Regions from separate parts of the Mus musculus genome. Here region 2 is linked to region 1. Evidence: chromatin contacts called from public HiChIP or PLAC-seq data. All regions are on one chromosome and are shown on one strand. Each heading gives the region's core, a stretch centred on a gene start, on an enhancer-like site or on the middle of the called end of the contact. The rest is flanking DNA. Distances are from core to core; before and after follow the strand shown. Region 1 has its middle 40 kb from the start of Gm32018. Region 2 holds the start of Chst2 (carbohydrate sulfotransferase 2).

What was found. HiChIP or PLAC-seq counts read pairs in DNA pulled down with a chosen protein or histone mark.
Region 2: a contact with region 1 is called in a CTCF HiChIP or PLAC-seq map of CD8 T cells, with 6 read pairs. The contact joins the promoter of Chst2 here to the enhancer-like site in region 1. A contact is called at or near these places in 1 of 39 promoter capture datasets (trophoblast stem cells), 1 of 15 datasets of contacts at CTCF or cohesin (CD8 T cells), 2 of 484 Hi-C or Micro-C datasets (Th1 cells and Th2 cells), 4 of 115 datasets of contacts at active chromatin or transcription factors (CD8 T cells and embryonic stem cells) and 2 of 9 other capture datasets (liver and pancreatic islet).

The regions. Positions count from the first base shown.
Region 1 is chr9:95,348,724-95,351,980 of GRCm38.p6, forward strand. No RefSeq gene overlaps it. Among named protein-coding and RNA genes, the nearest start is that of Gm32018, 40 kb to the left of the region's middle. Within about 2 kb of position 1,733, at least 19 of the 459 cell types and tissues checked have an H3K27ac peak or open chromatin away from gene starts, as enhancers often do. A contact at or near this core is called in CD8 T cells, Th1 cells and Th2 cells, where this site is marked.
Region 2 is chr9:95,405,863-95,409,113 of GRCm38.p6, forward strand. Chst2 (carbohydrate sulfotransferase 2) reads right to left here and starts at 1,408. Exons shown (of 2, transcript NM_018763.2): 1 at 715-1,408; 2 at 1-611. The coding sequence starts at 429.

The sequences.
Region 1 (3,257 bases), core at 483-2,982:
CTGTTGGCCAGGCTGGGCATATAGCTCAATGTCAGAGCCCGTGCCTAGGATGCACGAAGCCCTGGGTTCAATCCCCAGCAATAAAAGACAGCCAAAGAAAACTGCTAGACACTGAGAACAAAAAAATCCTTAGAAAGATGTACAAACGGGAGAAGAACATTGAACTTCGGAAGATCAAAGATCCACAGCTCATTTACTCAAGAAGACACGTGAATGTTTTTAATTTATCATGAAGTTGAGCCTTACCAAAAATCAAAGGTTAAAAAAAAAAGACATCATCCCTTTCATCTAGGAGCTCAAACCTATTGCTAACAGAAACACAAATATAAACAGCATCTTCATAAAGCCTGCCAAGAGTTTTGTTAAGACATCAAAAAAGGAATGATACTTAGAGCAGGCAAAGTGAGGGGCATGAAACCCGCAGAACACTTGTGCATGTGATATTGTGAGACATACAGGAGTAGAAGCCCAGGAAAAACACAGAGGGGTGACACCAGACATCCCATCAAGCAATGACTTGTCTCTTGGGATTCAGTCCAGAGAGATATCAGAAAATAGAACCAAACAGCTGCAAACAGAGTTGACAGGAAATTGGGGCCCACCACTAGGAATTTTTAGCAAGGAAGGATCTTAACACAAAACATTCTATGGAACAGCTCCATGACAAATGAAATGTGCTCATAAGGAGAAATTGGTTTCTGCCCACTGGGCCAACTATAGAGTGGCACTATGAGGAGTGGCACTATGAGGAGGTGTGGCCTTATTGGAGTAGGTGTGGCCTTTGTTGCAGGAAGCACATCACATTGGGGCAGGCTTTAAGATCTCCTATGCTCAAGCTACATCCAGTGACACAGTCTCCTTCTGCTGCAAGATGTAGAACTTCTCCAGCACATCTGCCTGTACATCACCATGCTTCACACCATGATGATAATGGACTGAACCTCTGAAACTCAAGCCAGCCCCAATTAAATGTTTTCCTTTCTAAGAATTGCCTTGGTCATGGTGTATTTTCACAGCAATAAAACCCTACCTAAAGCAACAGCCATCTTATAGCCTTCTCCAGACAAGCAAGAGATGCTGTGGCCTGAACTAAGGCAGCAGAAATAGAAAAGGAAACACAAGACAGTGTTTTCTTGATATTATTTCAAGGTCAGCAGCAACAGACTCAGCAGCTATTGATCGTAGGCAACAAAAATATAAGAAAGTTCACTTGAATGTACAGACGATGTCACGATGGTGTTAGTGTATGTGTTGCTTAGAGACAATATCACAAGACCTGTGGAGTTAGAGCTGTCTATGGAACCTTTCAGAATGTCTGTATTAGAACTGGAAAGAATAGACTGGAGTTTTGGGATTGTATCAGCTGATCTCAAGCAGTGAGGGCCTCAGAGGGGAGGGACAACCTAGAGAGGGCTGGCGGAGCAATAACTGAGCAGAGATTGTTGACCTCGAAGTCAACGCATCTCAGTAAATGAAGATTATCCCAACGAAACAGTCTTGGGTTAACCATTCTGAGATCTGTGAAAATATTCTAATTGAAAAAAAATTCATTAGGGTGCTCATTAGACAGAAAAACCATTTGAGATGCAGATCTATTACCCTTCAGAGTTTATGTTTTCCTGAAGCCTTTTGCTAAGCTGAATCCCATTGTTTTTCTGCTTAGACAGCAGGAACACTAATGATGTGAGCTGTAGTTAAGAAGCATCTCCAAGTCCGCTGCCGGTTGAAAGTTTCAGAATGAATAATGCCAGAGGCACTGGAGGGGAGAGCTGGAAGGAGATGTGTGTGCTGTGCTTTTAAAAATAATGCACTTCACATAAAGAGAAACTATTTAAAACGAGGTAAAGGTTTCAAAATATTAATCACTAATTTTATAGTATACATATAACATATATATGTACATATACATATGCATATGCATATCCACGTGCTCTCTATCTGTACACATCAACTGGAGAGATCAGTTCCCTCTGAAGCAGTCAGTTTCCCTTCTGTCAGATATGACTCATGAGTAAGACTCCACCATCATCAGTGAGATCAGGAGTTTGGCTGCCCTTACATCCTTGCAGCATACTGTAGCTCAGATCACGAACAGCCATCTTCCTTCTGCAGCAGAAATAATCTCCCAGGGTTACACCGGATGTGATTTGAATTCTTGTGGTTTTTGGCCACTTGTAGCTTATTTCTTAAAAAGTCTATTGATCTACTTTCCAGAGAGGCAAACTTAGTTACAACTTTTTTCTCTTTTTGTCTTTAGAGATGACTTCCCCAAAATACTTTTCTACACCCTTAAAAATTAGCATCCTACTGAAGCACTCCATCATACATCTAACTAGACTATGAAATCATCCATAATTACTCAGCAACCCCCCATATAGTCAATTCTGTTCCATGGGGTAAAAAAACAATAGAAGGAATGAAATATGTAGGCAACAAGAGGCAGAAGTTATGTTTTAAGGAAACAACCAAAAATATCAAGAAGCTATAAGCAAGAGCTAAACTGGGCAGCATCAGGCATTAAGTGCTGTAGACTCATCTCTAAAGGAAGGATTCTCATGAATTGTGCAAATCCAGAAGTTTCCATAGAAGAGAAGCTTACTCTAAAACACTGGAGCATGTCTTTTTGTTTTTCTCTATTTTTGTTATGGAGATATTTGTGCTACATCTTGCTACCCAGCTGAGGAGCAGGGCCATAGGTTTGGTGTGTAGATGTCTTTGGGTCCACTGAAAATCCAGAACTTCATTGTGTATTGGAAATGGGATCAAAGCTTTAGTTCCCTCCACTCCCAAGTCCACATCTATGCATCTTGCACACACACACACACACACACACACATACACACACACACACACACACACACACAGAGAGAGAGAGAGAGACAGAGAGACAGAGAGACAGAGAGACAGAGAGACAGAGAGACAGAGACACACAGAGATAGACTGAACATATATACAGAGGAAACACAAGGAGGATTATTTCCCTGCAAGTCTAATGTCTTACATAAGCAGGATGCTTCAGCCTGGTGCAAGCCAATTAAAGCAAAATGGCAGCCTTATGGCCACTGGCACACCCAGCCCCTTGTTCACAGCTCTTCTAGCTATTCACAACTCGTCTTTCATTTAGCTTCTCCCTAGGTTCAGATCGTATGGTTTATCACTCAGCACACCATTTATTAAGCACCTACAGCGTACAAAGTACTCAGTGGAGAAGGATTTACATTAGTGTTGAGACTTGCCAAGACACCTGCAGTCAATTA
Region 2 (3,251 bases), core at 158-2,657, 57 kb after region 1:
ACTCCCAGCCGCGGCTGCGGGAACTGCCCCCACGCCCGCGGCAGGAGGGCGGTACGGGGTGCGGGGGTCCATGCGAGAGTGAGCGCGGGGTGGCGCTGCAGGAGGCGACCCCGGCCGTCCCCAGCCGGCCCCGGCCGCCCCTACCGCGGCACCCAGAGGCCCGTCGGGGTTGCACTGCTGCAGCGGCTCTTTATGCCACTTGTAGTCCAAGAGGTTGAGCATCGTGAGCACCAGTAGCAGTGCATAGCCCGCGCACAGCACCAGCGCCTTCCTGCGAAATACCTTCATCCCGAGCGGGGACGCAGGCCAGCGGCGTCCTGCGCGCCGGGGCCACGGCGGGAGCAGGGCCCGCTGCACGGCGGCAGGCGCGGCCGGCAGCGGCCGGGGAAGCGCACCGGGGGGCAGAGCTCGCGGCGAGCTGCGGCTCATCACAGGCACAGCCGGGGCCGGCGGCGCGGCGGAGGCGGCCCTGCAGCCCAGGAGGGGGACGCTGCAGGCCGGCTGCGGGCGCCGGGACTGGGGCCGCCGATCCGAGGCGGGCGCGGCGGCAGAGGCTGCTGGTCCCCGGCGCCCAGGGCTGGCTCTCCCATGGCAGCGGCTCCGAGAAGGACCTGCGAGGGGAAGCGGAGTGAATGGGTGAGCCCAGTCTCCGGTCCAGATGCCTCCTCCGCCTGAGTAACGCCCACCCTCTAGTCTGCGGGCTCCTCCACTCACCTGGAGCGGAGGGTGCGCCTCGGAGCGTCCCCAGATCCCCGACCGGCGGACTGTCCGGCTAGCACTCTCCTCGGTTTCTCTCCGGTTCTCTTCTGCTAGGGGTCCCCAAGCCTTCGAGGGAGCCGCGAGACTCCGCTGCCCTAGCCCTAGGCAGAGTTTTCCAGCAGCGGGCGCCCTGCACCCCGGGAGGGGAAACTTTCACCGGGCCCGGAGCCCAGCTCTGCGCTCCACCGAGCGCGGCGCGTCCCGGCTCCAGCGACGTCTCCTTAGGTCTCTCGGGACCGCTGCTTCCCTCCAGGCTCTGGGGCACGAAGCAGGCAGGAGGCGACAGTGGGGGGTGGCTTACATACGCCCCAGCTCCAGGCTGTTCTGCTCTCCATCGCTCTCTCTTGGCCTCCACGTAGCGAACCTTCCCATCCCTCCGGCGGCCGCGGATAGGGTGCAGCGCGGCCCCGCAGCGGCGGCTGCTTCTTCCATCACCCGGAGGATGTCCTGGCGGGCGGCTCAGGCGAGCCCCGGCGCTCCGTGGCCGCGGACTGGCCCAGGACTCTGTACACCTAGCTGAAGGCAAAAGAGCGGGACCCCCCACCCCCGCGTCACCAGCGGCTTCTGCCCTACGAGGTCCCGAGGCAGAGGAAGCCCCCGCCGCGGCCGCACTAAAGCGGCGCCCGGGAGGATGCTGCTACCCGACTCCCCCTACGCCGGGCGCCTGCAACGCGCTCGGGCCGGCCTCTGCGCGGCTCCTGCCAGCCCGCTCGGGGTTGGTGCGCGCCGCCGTCTGTCGCCCCGGCTCCTCCCCTTCGCCGTGCTCCCCTCCTCCTCTGCCTGTCCCACACCCGCCCTCCTCGCAGCTCCAGACTCCCGCCGCCACCTCCTTAGGGGCTGGAGATGCGACCCGGTTCAAGGAGGCGCTGCTAGGGCCTCCAGCCGTTAGTAGCAGAACAGAGCTCTAGGTGCGCCCGGGGCGCGGCGCCGGCGCCTGATTCCCAGCTCGCCCGCACAGCCGGAGACTTGGGTTCTCTGTAGCTGCACGACTCGGCTCCCAGGATTCGCTCTGGAGAAGAGTTGGTGATAAAAGTTTGAGCAGAAATACCCCGGACGTACGCTCCTTTCATCCCCAGCGGTCAGCACTGGTGTCCCCTCCTAGGACGCGAGCAGCACCGCCCAACAGCGCTGTGTGCAGCGGGAACCCAGTTCTGAAGCCTTGGCCCTGGTGCTAGCCCATTCCAGCGGGTTTGTGGTTTCTCCCTCAAGGAGGAAGTAATAAATCTTTCTGGGCCCGGGGTCACTGAAGAGGCTTCAGAGTATGCCTCTCCGCAACCTTTCCGAGTGTCCTGGATTTGGACAAGGCCACAAGGTTTCGATGATCCCACCCCCACCTCCTGCCCGGCAGATGTTCTAGGCTTGTGGAGTTTCCACCTCTGCTGACACCCTCTGAGACAGGGCTGCTGGGGGGAGGGGAGGGCGCTTTGTTTAAATTTGTGGTGTGATAGTGAGTCCATTGACTTTAAAGAGGAAGAGATGAGATCAAAGAACTTGATCGCAAAGGAAAACGTTTTTGGACGTTGAAAGTTACTTTTTAGTTTGGTCTGCGTTGGTTTGTATACTTTTCTTTCGCTGATGAGGGAATAAACTTCCATTGTAAAATGGGACAGCTACAGGATGGGTGGAGGTTAGAGGGCACATAGGAAAGATTGTACTCCAGTTTCCACCTAGAAGGGCAGAAAGATGAGTCATTGCGGTCCGGAGGTGAACTACTGATCACTGGGAGACTGATTGCCCCCCGTCTCTCAGAAGCTTTTACAAGTAAAACATAATTACTGCAAAATTATCATAGTCTACCTGGAGCAGCCCACCTCGGCTGATGACCCTCCTAAATTTAAAGCGTTGCCATTGACGACTTTTTTTTTTTTCAGGGTATTGTACAGAATCTTCTGGGTACAGGGATTGTTGAAAAAAAAATGACTTAATTCAATTGTTTTATGGCTTTAACTGGTTTGGTTTTGTTTCAGTTTGGTTTGGGATTTTTGTTTTGTTTTGTTTCAGTTTTTGTTGTTGTTGTTGTTGTTGTGTGGGTTTCATTTCAGGTTTTAAAACTTAAAAAATAGTATGATGTAGGACCAGGGAAATGGCTCCATGGGTAAAGGCACTTGCACCCAAGCCTGAGATCTGAATTTTGAACCCAGGAATCCACATGCTGGAAGGAGAGAAATGATCCTTATGAGTTGTTCTTTGAAATCCATATGTGCTCCCTGACACATAATCCTCCCATCCACATACACACAGGAGGCAAAACCAAGAATGTTAATGGTTTGACTTGGTCCCACTTTCCAGAAAAATCCATGTTATGAGTAAGGTTCAGCTGAAGTATTCCCTTAGAGTTCTAATAAAGTATATGAATAAGACATTTCTAGAGCATATCTTACACAAATTGGGATGGAAGAATGGAGCTCAGGTTTATTTATTTATTTATTTATTTATTCACTGATCGCAGCCACACACCCCTACAATTTTTTAAACACGCGTGTGTATAGGAT